Regions from separate parts of the Mus musculus genome. Here all the other regions are linked to region 1. The links are chromatin contacts, called in public Hi-C and promoter capture Hi-C maps. All regions are on one chromosome and are shown on one strand. The core of a region is the stretch at or near the end of the contact, and the rest is flanking DNA. Distances in the headings are between cores, read along the strand shown.

The links. Promoter capture Hi-C pulls out the DNA fragments that hold promoters and counts their contacts. Hi-C and Micro-C count contacts between places; a contact is called where the count stands out from the background.
Region 2: a contact with region 1 is called in a Hi-C map of the Ba/F3 cell line, with 2.5 times the contacts expected there. The contact joins the promoter of Pigl here to the promoter of Trim16 in region 1. A contact is called at or near these places in 1 of 39 promoter capture datasets (pre-B cells), 2 of 484 Hi-C or Micro-C datasets (the Ba/F3 cell line and LSK cells), 1 of 115 datasets of contacts at active chromatin or transcription factors (microglia) and 1 of 9 other capture datasets (adipose tissue).
Region 3: a promoter capture Hi-C map of neural stem cells shows a contact between it and region 1. The contact joins the enhancer-like site here to the promoter of Trim16 in region 1. A contact is called at or near these places in 7 of 39 promoter capture datasets (the 3T3-L1 cell line, 3T3-L1-derived adipocytes, cranial neural crest and 4 more) and 2 of 115 datasets of contacts at active chromatin or transcription factors (the NIH/3T3 cell line and bone marrow-derived macrophages).

What each region holds. Positions count from the first base shown.
Region 1 is chr11:62,818,545-62,822,455 of GRCm38.p6, reverse strand. Trim16 (tripartite motif-containing 16) reads right to left here and starts at 2,203. Exons shown (of 6, transcript NM_053169.2): 1 at 1,457-2,203. The coding sequence starts at 1,951.
Region 2 is chr11:62,456,682-62,460,592 of GRCm38.p6, reverse strand. Pigl (phosphatidylinositol glycan anchor biosynthesis, class L) reads right to left here and starts at 2,152. Exons shown (of 7, transcript NM_001039536.4): 1 at 1,899-2,152. The coding sequence starts at 2,133. It also overlaps a transcript of Ncor1 not described here.
Region 3 is chr11:63,166,927-63,170,837 of GRCm38.p6, reverse strand. No RefSeq gene overlaps it. Among named protein-coding and RNA genes, the nearest start is that of Pmp22, 37 kb to the right of the region's middle. Within about 2 kb of position 1,742, at least 42 of the 459 cell types and tissues checked have an H3K27ac peak or open chromatin away from gene starts, as enhancers often do. A contact at or near this core is called in 3T3-L1-derived adipocytes and trophoblast stem cells, where this site is marked.

The sequences.
Region 1 (3,911 bases), core at 954-3,453:
TTCCTTCATTTTTCTCTAATAAGATGGTGTTCCAGAAGCTTCCATGCCTCGCTCATCAACTGCGTAACTTTGAACAAGTACAACAGAGACCTTCAGAGCCCTCACCTAATAATTACTGAAATATCAGATGGGAAAATCCACACCAAAAAATATTTTCAAGTTGGGTGGGTCCCTTTCCTTTGATGTATTTGTTGATTGCCATACTTTCCGTATAGGACATCCCTTGATACTAGAAACACTGGAAACAGTTGACAAGTGGCTTCCTGGGCCGGAAATGGTGACTCATTAGCATCTGGAGTGTCGAACTCTGCAGAACTACACCCATCCAGGACTAGAGAGAGTCTACCTCTGGTACAGGAACAAAAGAAATACCCTGGTTAGGAAAGTTCCTTGCCCAGATACCACTTTCCTTTACTGCCCAGGAACACATGCCACAGAAAGGCTCTGGGTGTGCCAACCAACAGTGCAAAGAGGGAACTGCCTTGAGCGTGAACCAGGACCTGTGTGTGGGCGGAGTCAACCTTACTTCCTACTGGGGAAACTCAAAGTGGGAGAAACTCAAAGTGGGAAAGCTGCGGGGGTCCACCCCCAATGTCTCATCCAGGATCTTGGCTTCCAGATAAAGGCAAGCAGTGCTTCAGAAATGACTTTTTTATCTGATAAAAGTAAAATTTCAGACTTCGAGCACAGTGTTTCTCAGGTGCTCCTGCCAGCCTATCCCGTAAGGAACCTTTATTCTCCAGTAAGTTAAGTCGCCCTTGGCATTAACTTCCGTGTGCGTTTCAAATTCTGTTATCTTGGCAGTTTTTGTTTTGTTTTGTTTTGTTTTACTTGAATGCAGCATTTTGTGTTAGCTTCTTTTGTGGTTTTGCGATTCAAAAAAAAAGAAAGGAAGGAAGGAAGGAAGGAAGGAAGGAAGGAAGGAAGGAAGAAAGAAAGAAAGAAAGAAAGAAAGAAAGAAAGAAAGAAAGAAAGAAAGAAAGAAAGAAAGAAAGAAGTTAAGAAAGAGAGGAAGGAAGAAAAGGAGAAATGAAGTCTGAGGTTTCTTCTTTTCCCTTGGACTTCTGCCAAGGTTTTCATGGGTTGATATATGCCTCACAGATCCTGCCAGAGGGAAATACCACACTCCTGAGGCTAACCTTCTACAGCACACACCCAAATGCACATTACTAAACTCTAACTAGAAACAGCAGGAAATTCCTATGCCTGGCAGAGACAATAGAGACCGCACAGCAACAGGGACACTGAGATGGGGACAGTGACCCACTTTTGTTTCCAAAGCCAGCGGCTATAGATACTTACAGCGAACCAACACCCAGGCACTACCGCTAAAGTTCTCCTCTGTTGACTCGGAACAAACTGGCATCAACAGAGCCACAAATGCAGCATGTGTGACCTCTCCCTGGGGACACCTCCTCCCACTGGTCCCTCCCAGGCGACAGACCCCACTACTCACCTCTTTGTTCCTGCGGGCTGCATCCAGGGAGACAGTACTGTCGCCTCTGTGTTCACCCTCCCCGCATTCCTGGCAGATACACTGCTGGTGCGTGTGGCAGAAGGAAACCAAAGGGCTGTGGTGGGCAGGGCAGGTGCGTAGATCCTGGTCCTTTGCGGGTTCGGTTAGCTGGTGGCTGTGCAGTTTGCTGTTCTCCTGGTGTGGCCGCAGGTGCTCCTCACAGTAGTTCACCATGCAGGTCAGACAGGATTTCACTGCCCTTACTCTGCTGGCCCCAAGACAGAAGTCACACAAGATCTGATCCTCTTCACCAGGAGCCCCGACCTCTGCGGGGTCATGACCCTGCTCCTGGGTTTCCTCACCTGACTTGCTGAGAGGGTCCGCATCTTCTTTTTCTGCTGGGATAGCTGACACAGGGTCTGGGCCGAGAGGGGCCAAAGGGTGAGCAGTGACCCCGGTCAGAGGCCCCGGGGCAATCAGATCCAATTCAGCCATCTGGTGGAGGCTCTGCGGACTAAGGACTAAGGCGTCCTTCCTCGCGGTCCCTTGGCTCAGGATCTGAGTAGCCCAAGTCAAACCAGAGAGCCACGCCTAGCAGATTGCAGCTGCCCTGAGACATTAACTGTTTCCTCCCTCCCGAGGAAGCTCAGTTACTCAGACAGGACGAGGCTCCTCCAGATTGGCTAGTAGCCAGCCACAGTGACAAGGCTCAGAACTGCCTTGCCACTTGGCTCCTGTGTCTGTTCCTTGGCTCAGGCTTCTCATTCTCATTCCTAGCCCAGCCCTGAAACTTCTATTCTTACGGGACTCATTCACGCACACCCCATAGGCTCTTCCGGAGACCACGTGTGCCTGTGGGACTGGAAAAAAGGGCAAGATTCCTGAGCTCTATTGTAAGCCTCTGCGGCTTTGAGCGGTCCCACAAGCCATATTTTGCGGTGGATCTCTCTCTCTCTCTCTCTCTCCTTCCTCCATCCCTCCCTCTCTCTCCCCTCCCCCTCCCCTTCTCTCTACTCCATATATTTTTAAAGGGGTCCAAAATGTAAGGACTTTGATAATAGGGCAGCTGCTAATCCTAAATGAGCCACCAGCTTGGTCCTACCACCACCACCACAAAACCTGACATACAGACAGACAGACAGACATAGTCAATCTAGCTTTATCTGCTTTTAATAACTTGCTTTTATCAGACTTTTGTTTTATTTTAGTCGTGTGTGTGTGTGTGTGTGTGTGTGTGTGTGTGTGACAGAGTTTGACATCTAGTGTCTTTCTTAATTGCTCTCCACCTCATTTCATGAGAGAGGACCTCACAGTGAACCTGGAACACGCTAGGTCACCTAGCGCAGCAGGCCAGCAAGTCAGAGGGATATTCTAGACTCTTGCCCCAGTGCTGGGGTTACAGATAAGCACCATTGCATGGCTGCAGGTGGCCATGCACACCTAGCAAGCACTTTACCCACTGAACCGTCCTCCTAGCTCCACTTCTGGTTGACTTTTAAAACTCACTCATGTGAGAAGCCACCCAGTGGACAGGGCCCTGGCCTTCCACTCTCTGCCATAAACCTCTAACATGTGGGCTTTGATGATAACAGTTGTCTGGCTTGCTTCTCCGAAACTTGATGGCCTTTTGTTGAAATTGACTCATCTGGACCTGAGCAGGTAACTAGTGGGTGACCTTTTGGCATCAGAAGACCAAAACTTCTGCCCTCAGAACATTCTAACACTGACCTGTCCTGAACATGCATCCCACGAAGAGCCATGAGGACCGATTATGGTCCTCTCAGCCACCCTTCCCTATCTCATAAATCCTCACCAGACCCCACCCTCCAGGAAGTGGATCTAACTGTGCTTCTCCCCTTCCATGCTCAGCTCAGCTGCCTTCAAATATGATTTTTCTCTTTTGCGAAACGCATGGTCTCTGTGTTTGCCACCCTGTGCAAGCATCCTGGTTCTGAAACCACAGAAATTGATGGATGTTTATAACCCTGACCCTCCAGTGTCCGCTTCTAGGGCATTCCAGGAGCTGGCTGAGAATGGGCACAGGAAGGGGCCATCGGGTAGAAGAGGGAAGGCACTGTCCCCTTCCACATACAGCTCTCTCCAGCCTTTCTAGGCCCCGTATCTTACTCTGTGATCTCCACGAAGAGACAGTTGCTAAACTAGCCCCACATCCAGCTAATAAAACTGTTCCTAAATGAGGTGCCCTCATTTTCTCAGGCTGTCCTTACAAAGTGCCACAGACTGACTGACTTTGATGACAGGAGTTAATTTCCCGACACCTCTGCAAGGGTGAGCTCCCACGCGTGGAGATGCCGTGGCCTTCTTCTGAGACCGCACTCCTTGGCTTGCCCTCCCGTCCTTCATGCCGTCTTCCCTGTGCTTGTCTGTGTCCTGATTGCTTCCTTTAGACATCAGTGAGGCTGAACTAGGGGACCATCCTACCTCATTTTTTTTC
Region 2 (3,911 bases), core at 903-3,402, 360 kb after region 1:
ACCACCTGGCTTGACCCAAAAATTTTAAGTTCTATTAAAAATAATCTAGAAAATATTAGAGGACATACTGAACCCAGACTATCTTGCAAACAAATACAGCTATGATGCAAATCTTGAAACATATTTGTGAATAATTCAATTCTAATAATTATAAAACATAAAACAAGGGGGCAAGAGAGATGGCTGAGGTTTAGAGTAATCTATGCTCTTCCTGGAGACCCAGAATTCAGGTTCCTGTACTGACCTCCCCTCCCCCCAAGACAGGGTTTCTCTGTGTACCCTGGGCAGTCCTGGAACCCCCTCTGTAGACCAGGCTGGCCTCGAACTCAGAGATCTGCCTGCCTCTGGAACACTGGGACTAAAGGCATTTGCCACCCCTGCCCAGCAAGTTCCCAGCATTCTTATTGTAGTTCACAACTGGCTATGACTCCTGTTCCAGGGAATCCAACACCCTCTTTTAGTCTTTGTGCACACCATGCATTCATGTGCTACACATACATGCATACAAGCAAAGCACTAATACATAAAATGTAAATTAAAAAAAGAAAAGAAAAGAAGGTACTCTTTCCTTGTTTGGAGCCTCTCCACTCTCAGGAGTTTTTTTTTTTTTTTTCTTTAATAAATCTACATTAATTCTGTTTAAAAACCAGAAATAATTCTCCCAAATTCAGCCAATTTTATAAATCAATCCTGATGATTTCTGTTTAAGATCAGTTATTAAAAAAAGAAAGCCGGGCGTGGTGGCGAACACCTTTAATCTCAGCACTCAGGAGGCAGAGGCAGGCGGATTTCTGTGTTCGAGGCCAGCCTGGTCTACAAAGCCAGTTCCAGGACAGCCAGGGCTATACACAGAGAGAAACCCTGTCTCGAAAAACCAAACCAAACCAAACCAAACCAAACCAAACCAACCAAACACCCGAAGAAGCTGGGCAGTGGTGGCGCATGCCTTTAATCCCAGCACTTGTGAGGCAGAGGCAGGGAGATTTCTGAGTTCTCGGCCAGCCTGGTCTACAGAGTGAGTTCTAGGACAGCCAGGGCTATACAGAGAAACCCTGTTTAGAAAAACAAAAAAACAAAACAACAACAACAAAAACACCCCTGGCCCCCCAAAAGAGAACAACACAACAACCACATGGGAAAAAAGGTCCTGAGCAATTTTGAAAATCAGCTTTATTGAGGTATACTTTGCTATAAAATTCACCCACTGTATGTATACACTTCACATTGTCCAGTCATCACCATATTTAGGGTATCCTGGTTTTCTCGTTTGTTTTTGTCTGTATCATTATTCAAGTCTCATTTTTGAAGAATTCTTTTAATAATAGCTGGGTACAGATGAACTCTAAAATTATCTATAAATGTATTTCTATTTGTCTGAAGTTAAACAAAAAATCTCCCAATTTGACACATGAATCTTTGTAGCAGAAAATGGGTTTCAAAGCAGCAGGAAGGTCTTTTGCTATTATTAGGAAAGAAAGTTGGTGGGCTGAGCAGACACCATACAGCTCAAATTGTCTGGTGCATGATTTTATTTGATCCTTTTGCAAATAGACGGTTCCTCAGGATAACAGGTCAGGCACAGCGGCTCACGCCTGGGATGCTAGATTACAGTGAGACTGTCTTTATAAAAAACCCAAAACATCCAGTACAGTCGCAGTTCCCAAAGGAACATGAAGGTACTGAACGGAACCAATGATGAACAACCACTTTTCTGCTCCTCGATTTGGCTAGGATGGAATTCGCTCGGGGTTCCCTAACCTATCTGGGAAGTCGGCTGTTTCTGTCCCCAGACTGACCAGCACAGAGAAAGTAGCTACCTACGACAGAAAACCTTTCCGGAAGAAGTTAACTAAGATCGGTTAGTTCCCTAACCCAGCGACCCTCCTACAGTCTCCTACCTGAGGAGAAGCAGAGCAGGGACACCTGCTGCTCCAGGCGTGCCAAGCCTAGCATGGTGGGAGCAAAGAACATGGCTTCATCGTCCGGGTGCGCGATCACTACAAGGGCCCGGCTTCCGGCTCCCGGCAGGCCCGCCTGCTCCGGAGACCTCATTCGTTCCGCTGAGTTCCAAACCCGGAGGAAGCCCCAAGTCAGGACAGCCACGGCCACACACAAGAAACCCACCAATTCCATGCCGGGTAAGTGGCACTGCGCCTGCGCAGGAAGGCAGGCTGCGGGTGGACTCGGGTTCCCTGCGGGAAAACGGAACCGGCTGAAACTGCGTTCCGTGGGTCAGAGTGCGGCGGCGGCTGGAGACCAAGATTCGTGGTCTAGCGTGGAAACTTCCACCCATACTGCCCCGTCTCCTCGGTGGCGGAATCCTCTATCTGCTCCAGTTTCAGAGCTCAGCCGCACTTTGCGGTCTTAAGTGTCTTTCTTACCGTTCAGTGTGCTTAAAAGGAAGGAAGCATTTTTAGAGTTATTTTGAGATCGCGTCTCTCTCTGCGTGTTCCCCTAAACTCACTATATGCAGACCATGCGAGTTTGCAATGATTCCCATTCCTTTGCCTCCTGAGCTGGGATTTCAGGCGTGTCAGCACGCCGGCCAAAAGGGAAGCATTCTAAAACAAACGTCAGCATTCTCCTTTCAACTCGTTTTATGACTTCAAACTTTGTATAAAACAGCCCGTTATCCGGAATAAAAGTTTTTCCGAAGCGGGTCACCGTTTGTTCTTTCTCAGATGGCGGCTTTGCAAGAGGAAAAAGTAAGCGGCTAAGAGGAAATGTCATTTCACTCGAAGGGTGAGGTCGGCAGGCCCCTTAAGTTTTCTTAAGAGGCAGAGATTAAGGAGCCACGCCGTGGAGGAGGCCTCGCCCGCCATGCCGAGGAACACTCGGTGTGAAATTAACGTGCGTCCCAGCCACGTGGGCTGAGGTTTCTCTTTGGCGGCGAGGGGACGGGGTAGCCGCTTTGGCGGCGCGCAGGGGTCGCAAGGCTAACCTCGCGCCGGGCTCCCGGTCCTTTCCCACGCCTGAGGGGAAGGCCCCGGGCGCGCGGGAGTGGCAGGCTCGCGGGGACGCTCCAGGCCGAGGACGCGATGGCTGCCACGGCGGCGGCGGGTCGGGCCGGAGGCAGCGCTGCCGGGGCGGGCATGAGTGCGAGGGACAACTTGAAAAGAACCGGCGCGGCGTCCGCGACCCAGGAAGCGAGGCCGAGGTAAGAGCCGCACTCCGTTCTCCCGGGGAGGGAGTCGTCTCCCCAACCCTCCGGAAGGAGGAGGAGCCCAAGTCTGAGCCGCCTCAGCGCGGCCGCCCGGCCTGAGGGGGAGGGAGTGGGGTTGAGGCAAGATGGCGGCTAAGGTGGCGAAGCTGCGGCGGCGGCGGCTGGAGTGAGCGCCCAGCTCGCCGCGCTGCCGAGCGAGGGCCGGGCGGAGGGCCGCGCGCCGGGGCCGCGCCCCGGTCGTCCGGCCGTGGGGCGCGCCGGCTCTCACTCCGCCAGCTCCCGGTGAGTAGGCTCGGCGCCTGCAGCCCCGGCCTCCGGGCCCTGCTCGCCCGGGAGCTTCCTCGGGCTCCCAGGGCGCCAGCTTCGGATCAGCCAGGCCAGGGGCGTCGCGGAGGACGCAGGGTTAGGGCCCGTCCAAACCGCAGGTCTTTTCCTCTCCCTCCCCCAGGGGCGAGTCGGGTGCGGTGGGGAGTTCAGGCTAGACGAGTGGAGGCTCCTGGAGTTTGGAGGAAGAATGGCCTTAGGCGGGCGGACATCAGCCCGAGGTATCTGTCCATTTGGGAAGGGGCGTGCGGTGCCACCGCGGGATCAGCGAAGGGGATGCGAGGATGGAGGGCCTCGGGTGGGGCCGGCGCAGGTGACCGTCCTAGGCCCACTCTGAGGGAGAGTTGGTGGCTGTTTGACTAGTATGGAAGGGGTTAAGGAGGGTGACAGCGATGGACAAGTGTGAAGAGCAAACTAGTTCACC
Region 3 (3,911 bases), core at 493-2,992, 350 kb before region 1:
AGATGTCTTTCTTCAGACATAATTTTCCACAGAAGGTCACCCTGAATATGAGCACACAGGCCTGGCTACGTTGCCATTAGGTATCTCTGCATCCATTCGCTTTTCATAAAGGACATAACGTTCTGGGTTCCTGGCTCTTAAGGTCTCTGTTTCTGAGGGCTCTGATGTCATATAAAACTTTGGTTTAATAGATGTGCAATGCTTTTCTCCTGCCCGTCTTTATCATAAATCTTACAGCAATCGGGACAAGAGATTTACCTTTACTCCTCTGTGTATTTTAAAACATGAATTATAAAAAGGCATTTCTTACAAGCTGAAAGGGGCTCATGGGATGAAAGGGGAAACGTGAGGTCAGAGCAAGGTATACGGGACACTTCTGCACTTTGTTTAAGACTGAAAGCTAAACAGCTGTGAGTTCAAGAGTTTTAAGAATCCCAATGTCATAACAGACAGAAATAATAAAAAGATAACATGGTCAAGACACCGAAGAAGTATTCGCAGTAAAAAAGTATGTAGTTCGTGTCAAAGCAGGGACATCACAAGATGTTAACTGTTTAAAAGCTTAGATGAAGGAACCGTCTTCAGAGATGCCAATGATAAGGTACAGGGTATAGATGTGCAGAGAACATGCGCTAAGACAGACAGAGCCACACTGCATTCTGAAGCATACGAGTCATCGGGGAAGCAAGAAATTCTTAATCTAATGACTATATCATGCTATTCATTACATTCCTGAATATATTGTATAAAGCGAAAAATACCACAGATCAGAGGACAGATCAGGGAGATAACCATAAAGTGAGGAAAGCATGAGATGCAGAGTGCCTGTGTATTAGCTAAAACTGCAGAAATGATCAAAAATAATGTTTTCCTATCAAATAAGAGAAATAAAACACTACCAGGCCTAGTGTGGAGAAAAATTAAAGATGAGAAGGCACAAGTGCACACGATTAAGAAGAAGAAAGAAAATTGAAACAGGAAATTAAGATGACTGTTACAGCTGTCTCCAACACTCCATGAAAACAAACTTGGAGATACAGATGAAAGATGGTACTTCCTCTGAAACACATACGTTTTAAGACATGTCAAGAATTCAGATGCTTAAACAGGACACAGATGAGGAGACAAGGATTTGAGAAAGCACTGGGGTACCAGCGTCTGCTTGATAACTACTCAGCACCAGATCCTATCAAACCTTCAAGAAAACCAGCCGTACTCACTGCCCCCAGCTGCCCCTTCGTTTATATCTCTATCTGTCTTCAAAATGGAAAGTCCTGTGCGAAGCCCCATTTACCTAAAAACTATGCTGAAAATATGGATGAGAAACAGAAAACAAAGCAAGAACGAACCAAAACAAAACCTCGCTTTAAATCATGAGGGCAGAAAGAGGGGAAGATGAAGGCCTCCAGGACATGAGGTCCAGCCAATCAGAAAACAAAGAAACAAAAAAACCCAAACCCCACTAAACAATAGTTAGCCCAATTGTTTCTTCTGATATCTCCTACAGGAATTTTTTTAGTCTGTGAACAGCAGACAATGCTGCAAATAAGCTATGCTGAAATGCAGAAAAGCTAAGCAAAGAATTAAGCCACACACACACACATCCTTGGAGGAAAAAGAGAAAAGAGGTAAACAAATTTCAACGCTTCTAGATAGGAAGTGTGCTCTCAACAGCTGGGTGTGCTCGCCATTCTGTGGACTGTTGCTCCCAGAATCCCAAGCACAGTGGAATGCAGCCACTAAAAGGGCAGTTTCTAATCAAAGCTGCCCTGCTGTAAATTCCTAAGGTCAAAGGAATTCTCCGAAATGCTCAGGACGGAAAGAAAATGTCATAAAGCAATCCCCTGAGAGGACCCAAGATTCTGTTGCTAAAGAAATGTTAACTGTTCATCTCCACTGTTCTGTTTGAACTTCCCTACTGCTGTTTCAGGAGAAAGAAGAATGTCTTCCCTTAAAAAACAAAATAAACAGAGAGCTGGAGAGACGGCTCCGTGGTCAAGAGTACTTGAGGCACTTGCAGAAGATCCAAGTTTGCTTTCCAGCACCAGAATCAGGTGGCTCACAACGACGCCTGTCATTCCAGCTCCAAGGGATCCAACACCCTCTCCTGGCCTCTGTGGGCACTGCACAGGTGTGCAGGACTCCACACCCAGACACATACATAATCTTTACAAATAAAGTAAAATTAAAAAAAAAAACAGCTTTAAAAAACAATGATCAAACCCACAGAAAAAGCAGACATTCTATTTTTTTAATGAGATGGCGAGGAACAGTTGAACACACAGCTGCATCTTCCTATGACATTAGTGCGAGCTTACACCCCACAGGTGTCACTGCACACACACACACACACACACACACACACACACACACACACACACACACACAAAATTCGTTGCGTTTTAGTATGTCTCACAAAGGAAGTGTGGAACCATCACTACCCCCAGGCTTAGAGCATCTTCTGCGTGATAGGAAACATTTTGCCATTCTCCCTTTATCCTTATTTGCCCCACCCCCAGCCCTACACAATGACTAGCCCACTCTTGTGTATACAGTTCTCCTGTTCTTAACCTCACTATAAACAGAATCTAGCATATGGTAGGCAGGCTTCTGTGACTGACTCTTTTCATCTAACATCATGTGTCGAAGCTTCACCCACTTGGTAGCATGTAATGATATATTACAGCCTTTTACAGATAAAACGTGTTCTGTGGCATGAGGAGACCATATTTTACCATCTCTTTCTCAATGGTCATTTGGGTTGTTTCCATTCTGGAGCTGTTACAACATCCTTGTGTAAGTTTCGATACAGACTTTGAGTTTGTTTCTCTTGGGATTATAGGAGGACAGGATCTGCTAGGACAAACAGTAACCTTAATCCTTTGAGGAACTGCAAATACATTCTCAAAGTAGACACACTGTTTATATACCCAGTCGTAGCCTGTGAGGGATCCAGTTCTCCTGCATCCTCACCCAAGTGTGTGGTTAGAGTTTAGAGTCTAACTAGCCTGGTAAAGGAACATCCTACTATCCCAGCTTTTCCTGGTGACTAAGGCTATTCACGTGCTTCTGGGCCAATTCTGTATCTTCCTAGGACAAATATTTAACCAAGGTTTATTGGGTTTTTTTTTCCTGCTAGAGGGAGGAGAGATTGAGACAGGATCTAGCTATGTAGCCCAGGCTGGCCTCAAACTGGAAGCAGTCCTCCTGCCTCAGCCTCCTAAGTCCGGTGATTATAGGTGTGAACACATCTTTTAACAATTTTTTTAATTTAGTTGTATATTTTTAATCGAATTGTAGGAGTTTGTTATATAATCTAGGCATAGGTCCCTTGCCTGATTCATGAATTTCAAACATTATTTATTAATTGGTGGAATGCATTATTTTCACTAGGTGTCTTTTGAACCACAGAAGGGTTTTTAAAGATTTGATAAAATTCTATTTGTTTTCACCTTTCCCCACTCTTTGTGTAAAATAGCTAAGAATCTCTGACAAGTTCAAGGTGCCATACTTTCTTCTGAAAGTCTTGCACATTTAGCCCTTATGTTTAGGATGTTGGCCCACTTCAAATTAGTTTTTTGTGTATGATTTTACACAGAGGCCCAGATATCTATTATTATAGTGGTTAGTGTTGTGATTTTTAAGATAGGAGTCTCATTATGTAGCTCAGGCTGGCCTCAGACAGTGCTTCTGGGCCCCTTGTGTGCTAGGACTCTGGATGTGGATCACCATACCCAGCCATCATGCAGGCATCTTCTTAATGTGTTGCTCTATTTCTGGCCTGTCAGCACCTCATTCTCTTGCCTACCACTGTTTTAGAGTGAGTTTTGAGATCAGGACATTTGAATCATCGTGCTTTGTTTTACACTATCCTGTGGACCTTGTTACTCATGGAGATTTATAATCAACTT